Regions from separate parts of the Mus musculus genome. Here regions 1 and 3 are each linked to region 2. A link is a contact called in public HiChIP or PLAC-seq data. All regions are on one chromosome and are shown on one strand. The core of a region is the stretch at or near the end of the contact, and the rest is flanking DNA. Distances in the headings are between cores, read along the strand shown.

Region 1 (3,489 bases), core at 501-3,000, 350 kb after region 2:
CTGGGAATCCACCTCAGGTCTTCAGGTCTGGAGGCAGGCACCCTTCCCCTCTAAGCCATGTTACCAGCCTTGAGGAATGCACTCTTTCTTCTCAGACAACCTGTAACTGCAGTGAATCAGGGCGTGTGTCGCTGTGTGTCTTGGGCTGGCCTCCCTGTGTGTCTCAGGCTGGCCTCCGCTTGGCTCACAGGCCTCCTGTCTCAGCCTCCCAGGCATAGCTTGTGTTCCTCCTACCTTAGATGGGCTCATAGGGACATTGTAAAATAAGTAAATTATTTCTGTCTTGGTGTAGCTTCAAATGAACGAGACTCAGACTGCGATTTATGTATTTGGCTTTGCACAACTACTGGGAGATGGTCCCCAGTCTATATTTCTAGTCTCTAGTCTGTTGCTTCCCAGCTCTGCTCCCCAGATACTTGCTGTTCGAGTCTTCCCAGGTCATTTCTACTCTACCAGCCTGTTTTCAGGGCCCACTTCACGTGGGCGTGGTTTCATCATGTCTAATGGAGACCTCCTGTTCCCTGTCCCTTCTGTCCCTCCCTCCCTCTCTCCCTCCCTCCCTCTCTTCCTCCCTGTCTCTGTCCCTGTCTCTCTCTTTCTTTATCTCCCTATCTATAGCCCCAATGACTCAAACTCCATCTCTCTCTTCACCCCAGTAATTGGCTGCAGCCATTTTTAATTATCCAATAGTTTTAAGTTGGGGAGCAAGGTTTGCAATGCATCACTTGGTAAAAATGAGGATCTCTTTGTTGGGGACAACCAGGTCTTAGGGGGAGAGGCAGTATTTAGCATCTGAATACACAGCAGCATCAGGGCAATGCACAACAGGATGTTGTGGCTGGGCCTAAGCGGTGGCTCAGAGGTTAAGAGCACTTGTTGTCCTTGCAGAGGACCCAGGCCCAGTTCCCAGTGTCCACACAGCAGCTTAGAACTGTCTGTCACTCCAGTTCCAGGGCATCTGGCACCATCTTGTGGTCTCAGAGGGTGCCAGGTGTACATGCAGTGCACTCATACATACATGCAGGTAAAACATACACATAAAATAAAAGTTAAGTCTTTAAAAAAAAAAAAAAAAGAGCAGAGAGGGCTACAAAGACAGCGTGGCAGTTAAAGGCCCTGGGTTCAGTTCTCGGGACCTGGGTTCCCAGCTCACGGGTATCTGTGACTCCCATTCCATGAAATCTTACACCCTCTTCTATCCCCTTTGGGCACCAGGCATGTAGTATATGTAAATATATGTATATGTAAATAATACTCATACATGTAAATAAATCTTATAAGCTTTGTTTTAAACCACTAGAGAGCTTGAACAACAGACTCCTAATTGATGCCACATCTCTATGGCTGAGTGGTTCAGCTGGACTCGGTGGTACACAGCTGTAATCTGCCAGGCAGGAGGGTGAGGAGGCAGGACAGGGAAAAGTCTGAGTGCAGACCCTGTCGCTAGAGGACTCAGGACTCAGGGTATATAGCTCAGTGATAGGGTGCTTTTATGTAGGGGGACCAGGGTTCAGTCCTCAGCCCTGGGGGGTCGGGGAGGAAGACAGAAGCCACACAATTCTGCTGTAATAATTTAGCTGGTTTCTGTGTGAGGGCTTGACTGGAATCCTCAGCGCCCGGAGAACGCCTCTTGAGCTGATGCCGGAGTCCTCACGGAGACAGAAGCTGTGCTAATCTGCACAGCCTTGATGAGGCTCCATTGATTATCTGAGATGAGGCAGAAGCACAATGACCACTTCACTCAGCGCGGATGGAGAGCTTGTCCTTATACCTTCCCTAGCTTACTAATTTCTGCAGCATACAGCTCCTCTCTGTGTATAACCTTACCCTCCCGATTCCCGGCAGTAGATAAAGGGGATTTACTAGAGCCCCTTTGTGTTGTATCAGAAAGTCAGGGTTCTTCTAATAATCAAGACACGTTTAACCCCGCTGTATAAGTGAGCTCCTTTGTGCTTTGTAATACCACCGCCTAATAGTTACTGAAAAAACCACACTGTGCCGGGACAGCCACTTAATCAGCCGTCAGTTCGCGCAGGCTTTCCACTTAATTTTCCAATTATTTTAAGTGAAAAGGAAATAGCAGTAAAATAGAAGACATTAAGTCCTTTTATTCCTCAGAACGGCCTTCTTCATAAACCATTTTTTTATAGAGAAATTGTTTATTTGTGTATCTTGTAGAAGAAATTGCCAGAGCTCTCCAGAGCAGTGTGCTCTGAGTTTCTGCATGTACCAGGAGCCTGCCATCTTTGACTGTGTCTGCCAGGCATGGCAGGACTCACTGTGACACTGGGCTCTGCCTGCTATGGGGAAACTCCAGGACTCCACTGTAAGACAGTAACCCTCAAGCTAAAGACCTTTAGCCTAACTGAATGTTCTCTGACTATAATTGTGCTTGTTTTTATTTATGTCTGTTCTACCTGACCTAGAAGTCAAGGCTACATCGTGTTAATAAAATAGCACATTTTTACTATTATTATTTATTATTATTATATTACTTATTTTATATATTATTATTATTATTACTTTTATTATTACTTTAAAAAGATTTTAGTAAGCCGGGACATGGTAGCACATGCCTTTAATCCCAGCACTTGGGAGGCAGAGGCAGGTGGATCTCTATGAGTTCAAGGCCAGCCTGGTCTGCAGATTGAGTTCCAGGTCAGCCAGGGCTACACAGAGAAACCCTGTCTCAACAAACAAACAACAACAGCAAAGGATTTTAGTATTTGAACTTTGTGGATACTGACATATGGAACCATTTTTATTTAATTAAAAAAGAATTGCATGCTTAAGGAAATACAGGCATGTGGAGAACACCTTACTGACCTGTATGTGAGTCTTGGTGTGTGTGCCTTTCTTTCTCTGGCTGGTTTATAAAGGGAACCGTCAGTTTGTGAACAATTGATGAGCAGTTAGAGCTGCACTTGTGTTCTTGAGATGAGAAGGCTGCAGGGACTATAGATGCCCGGGCTCAGAGAGGCCAAGCATCTAGGAAAAGGTTCACCAAGAAGGCCTCCATCAGTGTTCACTGGTGCAGAGAGGGCCCTTCCCAAGCTCTGTGTGTGCGTGCGCGTGCATGTGCACACACACTCACGAAGTGGGCAGGGGTTGTCTGTCTGTCTGCCTGTGAATTCACTGAAGTCTAGCTGGCTTTTGGATTCAGGAGTGTGGTTTTATAATTCATCTGGTTGGGTGAGCAACTGCTTCTAGTGTCCCAAGTTTACACACAGAAGTTAAAGTGCTGGCTGCCCTGCCCAGTTAATCAGGATTAGGTTTCATCTGTCTGATCAGGTGGCAGTGACTTCCTGAATCCCTGGTGGTGTCAGGTTCTTATGGGTACCAGAGAGGAGCAGAAACATGCAGTCGTCCACTCTGAGTACTGAAATTGTTAGTTGTTTAACAGTCTGGGAATGTGTATGTATGTGTGTGTTTGCATATGTGTGTCTGTATATGTGTATTGTGTGTGTATGTCTGTATGTCTGTATTGTA
Region 2 (3,212 bases), core at 559-3,058:
GAATGTTCATGCATTAAAGGATAGCAAGAAATCATGAAATTCTGGAGCATTTTATAGAAGGGGTTTCCTATGCAACTGAACAGCCAGTCACAAAGTGAAGGATACAATAGTGTGTTGGTTACGCCAAAATAAATGGAAGTCTTGTCTTATTGTTGATTTTGAGAATTTGGTTCACAGTTGTCATGAGGCCCAAACTTTTGTCAAATAAAGCTGAGCCGTGTCGGTATTAATTTCATTTTTCAATATTAAATCCTGATTAACCTTCTTCCCTCCAACCCCACTGCACAGAAAAAAAGACGATAAGGGATTTTGGATTCTAAACAACCCCTCTCTGATACCAAGTGTCCAGAATTAATGAACCTAGTCGAGAGACGCCGACCCTCGGACGTGCTCCACGAGAGGGCCCCGACCTCCTCCAGGACCCCACGGCCTGCCGGTTCCCCTCATTGGAGGCCTCCTCAGTGAGAGGAGGGCCTTTACCCTTGACCAGGGAGTCTGATTTAGCAAAGACAGTGAAACTTAAGCACAAGTCCAAGTGGACTTTCCCCCTGCAGGTACAGGTAATAGGGGGTTAAGACTGCCGCTGGGAGAGAAGAAGGAGTCGTGCCAGCCACAGTGGGGATCAGAGGTTGCCTCTCCATCAGAGTCTTAATTAATCCTAATTGTATTCCTTCTAAAGAGCTAAATGACTGCGGGTTGGACTCATCTGTGGTTTAAAGGTGACGAATGCTTGCCTGCTAGGAGTAGCTCAGCGGCTTTTGAGAAGCACACTCGGTTAACACTCAGCAGATAGAAATGAGAGCAAGCTTCTCTGTGCCTCAAAACAGCTCTGCTTGGACTAGCTAAAGCCAGGAATCAGGGCCTGGGAGGATGCTCGATTGAGGAACTCTGTGGAAAGTTACTCGAGCGCCTCAGGATTTACACAGGATAATCACATCGAGTATTCTACTGAGCACTGAGACCCCCACACTTTGAAAAGACTTCATATTTACAGAGGATTTGTGGTCAAAGATGTTCTGATATGGGTGTGTGTGTGTGTGTGCAAATATTCCATCTGTGAGATAAACTACTTCTATTATAATACCAGTGTCATAGTTTTTTTTTAAATTGATGTTCTTTCACCTGGCCAGCAGCTCAGACAGCATGGCAGCTGAACAATGAATCTGAAATATGCAGCTCTTTACCCGCGTCTCCTGAGATCACAGTAAAATTGCTTATCTTGCTTCTCATCCCCACTAATCTCACCTCATTTTTTTTCTCCTTGTAAAAAAATTTTTTTCCATTTACCATTTATTCCATGCATCCATGCTCAGGCTGGAAGGCAACCTGTGGGAGTTGCTCTCTCTTCTTCCACCATGTGGGACCATGGAGAACAGAGCTCAGATGGCCAGACTTGGCTGCAAGTGTCCTTACCCACTGTGCCATCTTGCCATCCCTTACACCTCAGTTTTCCTTACTCCCCTCACATGTGACTTTCACAATAGAGCCATATATGACACTGATTTTGCTTCTGCTTCCAGCAACAGTTGACAGTTGTCTCTGCATTTCTGATTTTTTTTTTCCTGAAAGCCCTTCAAAGAGCAGATTTTGTGCCAGAACCTACAAACATTGCTCGGTAAATGGATGAAAAATGTCCCTTAGGGAGATTTCTTCCTCCGTTCTGACTCTGTGAATGGCGTTTTAAAATCTGAAGCTGGCTGAGGGGAAAACATGAAGTATTTTAACATGTGAAAAGGCCAGTGAGTCTGGCCAGGCCTGGATACTTACTCTCTCACACAGCTCTTCAAATGTGCAGTCGGCAACGCTTCCACAGGCTTTATTCAGCCGCAGCTCTCTGCCTTGCACTTTCAGAATCCTTGGGCTAGTTACTATGGGAACATGAACAAAGACTCAATCTTGTCTGGATAATTACTATAAAATTCATCTCTTACAGATAGGAAATGCATAGCTTGATGAATAATAGCACATGATTCAACACATAAATTAGAGAAAATGCTGATACAATGACGGCCACTTGAGTGTGGCATCAACCCGTATACAGCAATGGAACTTATTAATTGGTCAGTGGAGATTGGGCATTGTGTTCTAAATGTATTCTCTTTCAAGAGAAATTAACTTACGTACAATCATTTTGTTTCTGAGCCAGCTCATCAAACAACTTATCCACGACGGCCTCCACATCAGCCTCACTTGTGCTACAGTGAAAAGAATAATAGAATATGAAATTAATAACACTTGAAGCCAACATCAAACAGCTGCCTGAGCCTGCTTAGCTTTTTGCCCATAAAAAAAGGAGAACAGGATGTTATGCTCTAAATACAAACATTAGATTTAGAATACACTTAAAAGCAGTGAATATTAACTCTCAGGTAGATGATCCTGCCTTATTTGCATACATTGAAAGACTTCTGAGCTTCTAGATGTTTCCAGTAATGAGACAATACAGGCGGAGTAAATCCATTAATACTATGTGTACACAATGAGAAGAAAGCTTCTGGCTCTCTCTTGCATGCAAAACAAGAGCAAATAGGCAAGGCAGTCAAGCATCCAGCAAGTATCCTTTGAAATCGCCATTGAGAGGGTACACGTGGAATTAAAGATTGAGGGTGTTTTGAGAATGAGAAAAACCAAGTCAAGCCACCGGCTGAGAGGATCGAGCTCTCAGGATGAGATCACTAGCTTCCAAACACCAACTTAATCAGCACCTCAGAAACTTTATCAGACTTCTATGCGTCTGAACACATTCAGGACAGACTTCTGTCAGGATAAGGACAAGAATAGACTCCAGTTTCTCTCAAAAATGTCCTTGTTGGAATCCCACCCCCGCCCCCTCCTTCTGTGAGGCCCTCATTGCCCAGGCTATGGAGTGAGTCTTACCACCCAGTCTTTTGTATTCTAATTAGAAATCACCATATGGTTTAAGGAGCTCACATATAGAGATGTGATAGTGCTGTGGCCTCTTTTCTTCTCACTTTTTTTTTTTCAAAGAAGGGTTGATAAATTAACAGTCAATAGGAGAAATAACTGGTAGAAGAAAGGCCATTCCAAAAAACCCTTCAAGTGCGAATCTAAGTTTCCTCTCATCCCGCACACAAACTTGCACAAGATGACCTGACAATATGCTTAATTTTGAAACAAATCAATCTTAGCTAATTGTGGAAGTGACTGACATCCTTTCAATTTTATTGAAAACTAGTCATTAAGATAAAGTT
Region 3 (3,198 bases), core at 257-2,756, 270 kb after region 2:
TCCCTCCCTCCCTCCCTCCCTCCCTCCCTCCCTCCCTCCCTCCCTCTCTTAGAGTGTCAGATCCCTTGGAACTGGAGTAATGAATGGTTATGAGCTATCTGGTGGGTGCTGGGAACCAAACCTAGGTCCTCCAAACAAGAAGGCCAAGGGTTCTCAGTAATGAGACATCTCTCTAATCCCTCTCTTCCCATTTTTATAACACACAAAAAAATGGTCATGATGTGGTATTGAGGTTTTTCTGTGGTTTTTGTTTTTGACAGAAACTTTGGGGCATGTGCAGTAAAAATGATTCTTACCTTTCTCTGTCTCTCAGTCTCTATGGAGATCAAATCGGGGGGCTCTTGCACGTGTGCTGCTGACGCTCTATGACTGAGCTGTAACCCCACTTTCGCACCCCACTGCTCTGGTTACCGATTTTGACAGAGCAGTCTTCTCCTCTGACTCTGCGATATGGTTTGCCCTCCATTCACACGATTAAAAATATTTGGGGCAGAGGAGAGCGTGGCTCAGTGGTAGCGTGCTTGTCTTGAGTACAGAATTGGCTGTGCACATCGCCCAGCTCCGGAGAGAATGCCTGGAAGCCAGGCTTTCCAGTTCAGCCTACGGACTCAGACCTCACCTCAAAAAGAACAAAACCAAAAACCCTTCCAAGCTCAACCCCTGAAGATCAGAAAAAGCCCGACTGTCCTGCTCAGTTTTTGTGCCCCCCAGGCGAGTCAGAAGAAGCCTCAGCAAGGGTGGTATGCTTGGAGCATTTCCTAGGGAGGTGACTCGGAGGTACCCAAGCCCCTGCCTGGTCCGTCTTGCAGCCCCTCCACATAAAGGCTGGTAGCTGCTGCAGTAGCAATTTTCTCTCTAAACCCAAGTCTCTTTTGTTGGCTTGCAGAGGCTTACATTCCAAAAAAGGTAATTTGAAAGTACTGCTGAATTTAGATGCGTTTTTGCTAATTTGTTTTTATTATGCATAGAAATATTGGTATAAAAGGTGTTTCAATTATTTTCTGAGGGAGGGGCCTATGTATTCTCTGCAGCCACAAAGCTTTTAAATGGAGTTATTTTTCTCAGCCTATAATCGGTCTCCCTTTTAAGTACCCCACCAGCAAAAGTAAGTTTACTGCTCCCGGCACAATGGGCCTCTTCAGTTTTTAGGTTTGGGAGACCTGGGTGACCTACGAAAGTTAATTAGAAGGTTAACAAAGACGAAGACAGAGTCGAATCCATCGCCTCTCCTTCAGCCAAAGATGTCATCCATTAATTAGGGAAATCATTCAGGTGGCCTCTATAGAATCCATAGAAAATCTGTCGGTGGCGGCGCACAGTTTTGATCAGGTTTTCCTCTCCCCCAGAATGCTACCCTTAATGGTACGAAAAGCAGCGGGCCGGGGTGGGGCGAGGGCGCGGGAGGGGGCGGGAAGGATGGGTTTCAGGCGCGGGGCAGTTAACCAGCCGCCCAGCGCCCGCTTTGATTCTCAGGCTGCCCCGCATACTTGCAGCATGATGTAATAATCCTCATTGAACCCGGGCGAGCGAGCGGGAGGAGGGTGGCGCAGCGGCCGCCAGGGCCCGCAGCCTGCTCCCCGGAGCTGGGCGACTGCGGGAGGGGGGGAGGCCGAGGCGCCGTGGGGGGCCCCGGCCTTCGCATCCTCATGGGCCACTCCTCCCGGACTCCTCTCCCGTCCCCTAGGACCCAGGACTTCGAAGCAGTCGGTCACTCGAGGCAGGAACAACCCAAGCAGACATGACCCTCTTCCATCCGTTTTTTTCTCCACCCCTTTCTCACCACGTTCATCTCGAGTTTCTGATTTGGATAGTCCAGCCTGCACGGTTTCAGTTTGGGTAGTAGGGACATAGCATACCTTTTTTTTTTTTTTCTTAATGTAGATTTTTAAAATAATAAACCTTTTAAACCACTTAAAAGCTGATTTGTATTTGTGGGTCAACATATTTATATTCCCAAATAGTAACTTGTGTGCTTTCTGGAGAATTTGGGTTTGGTTTGATGTGATATCATCATCATCATCACCACCACCGACACCACCTTCATCACCACCATCATCCCATCGTAGTTCTTTTAGACAGAATTTAATCATGTTGCCCAGGCTTCAAGCTCACTATGTGGTCCAGGCTGATCTAGAACTTGTGGTACACCTCCCAAGTTCTGAGACGACTACAGCACACACCATGCCGGACTATTTACTTATTTTACTTCCAGGGATTGAGCGATATTCACTGAACTATGTACCCTCAGCCCCATAGGAGACCTTTGTAGCTGGTGCGAGCTCTGAGTTGAGCCGCACACAGTGCCTGTGTGGCTTCTCTGCCCCAATATTGCTTGTGAGGTCTGGCCGCTTGGCCATCCTGAAATCCTCCTGAGAAGAGCTTTGTCTCAGACGGAGAATGTGAGACACGGGAGTGGGGTAGGACTGGAGTGAGATACATTTTAAACGAACTCCCTGAGGATTCCAGTTCACACTTGTAACAGTAAGCCATGGTCGGGAACTGAGAAGGGTAATTTTATGCATCGTCCAGGATTCTGTGTGCGCTTGTGACCTTGTGACGTGCCTCTGGGTCTGGTTAGTGGTGGCCATTTGTCAACACAAGCTAGAGTCAAATGGGAAGAGGAACCTTCACGCAGAAAAACACCTCTGTCAGACTGGCCAATCGGCAAGTCTGTAGGGCATTTTCTCGGTTAGTGATTGGTGTGGGAGGTCCCAGGACGCTGTGAGCAGATAGTCCTGGGTTGATAAAGAATGAGCAAGCCACGGAGGAGCAAGTCGGTGAGCAGTGCTCCTCCGTGGTCTCTGCCCCCAGTAATGGACCACAACCTGGGAGGTGAACTAACCCTTTCTTTCCCAAGGTCAGGATAGTTATCATAGCAACAGGAGCCCTAACCATAGGAGGTCAACGATTACGTGGGTGGATTGAGCCTCCTGAAGGTGGGTGCCGCCCAGCCAGTTGAAGGATCAGCGGACCTTCCTAGGAATGGCTGACCACCTTTGAGATGGGACAGTGGTGTTTCCTTCCCCATCCCCACCTTGAACTCTAAAACCGTGCCTGTGTCTCTACATCAGCACCCACACTTGTCCGCCTGAATAATGCTACCTGTCAACCCCACTTCTGTTCATGCATCTATCCACCCACCTTTCCGTTTGTCTTTCTCTGGAGCCTTCCTTGACAATTATAGACCTTTGCCCGTGC

The links. HiChIP or PLAC-seq counts read pairs in DNA pulled down with a chosen protein or histone mark.
Region 1: an H3K4me3 HiChIP or PLAC-seq map of embryonic basal ganglia shows a contact between it and region 2, with 6 times the contacts expected there. The contact joins two enhancer-like sites. A contact is called at or near these places in 3 of 39 promoter capture datasets (the HPC-7 cell line, cranial neural crest and second pharyngeal arch cranial neural crest), 1 of 15 datasets of contacts at CTCF or cohesin (embryonic stem cells) and 6 of 115 datasets of contacts at active chromatin or transcription factors (craniofacial prominence, embryonic basal ganglia, embryonic forebrain and 3 more).
Region 3: a contact with region 2 is called in an H3K4me3 HiChIP or PLAC-seq map of embryonic basal ganglia, with 4 times the contacts expected there. The contact joins two enhancer-like sites. A contact is called at or near these places in 1 of 15 datasets of contacts at CTCF or cohesin (embryonic stem cells), 3 of 484 Hi-C or Micro-C datasets (bone marrow-derived macrophages, nephron progenitors and stem cell-derived motor neurons) and 7 of 115 datasets of contacts at active chromatin or transcription factors (embryonic basal ganglia, embryonic forebrain, embryonic hindbrain and 4 more).

The regions. Positions count from the first base shown.
Region 1 is chr10:42,689,006-42,692,494 of GRCm38.p6, forward strand. All of the region lies in intron 2 of Ostm1 (osteopetrosis associated transmembrane protein 1), which reads left to right. Among named protein-coding and RNA genes, the nearest start is that of Ostm1, 12 kb to the left of the region's middle. Within about 2 kb of position 1,751, at least 23 of the 459 cell types and tissues checked have an H3K27ac peak or open chromatin away from gene starts, as enhancers often do. A contact at or near this core is called in embryonic basal ganglia, where this site is marked.
Region 2 is chr10:42,338,058-42,341,269 of GRCm38.p6, forward strand. It overlaps Afg1l (AFG1 like ATPase), which reads right to left. Exons shown (of 13, transcript NM_145743.2): 9 at 2,125-2,195; 10 at 1,768-1,868. Among named protein-coding and RNA genes, the nearest start is that of Foxo3, 63 kb to the left of the region's middle. Within about 2 kb of position 1,809, at least 26 of the 459 cell types and tissues checked have an H3K27ac peak or open chromatin away from gene starts, as enhancers often do. A contact at or near this core is called in embryonic basal ganglia and stem cell-derived neural progenitor cells, where this site is marked.
Region 3 is chr10:42,612,690-42,615,887 of GRCm38.p6, forward strand. No RefSeq gene overlaps it. Among named protein-coding and RNA genes, the nearest start is that of Gm38491, 30 kb to the left of the region's middle. Within about 2 kb of position 1,507, at least 68 of the 459 cell types and tissues checked have an H3K27ac peak or open chromatin away from gene starts, as enhancers often do. A contact at or near this core is called in embryonic basal ganglia and stem cell-derived neural progenitor cells, where this site is marked.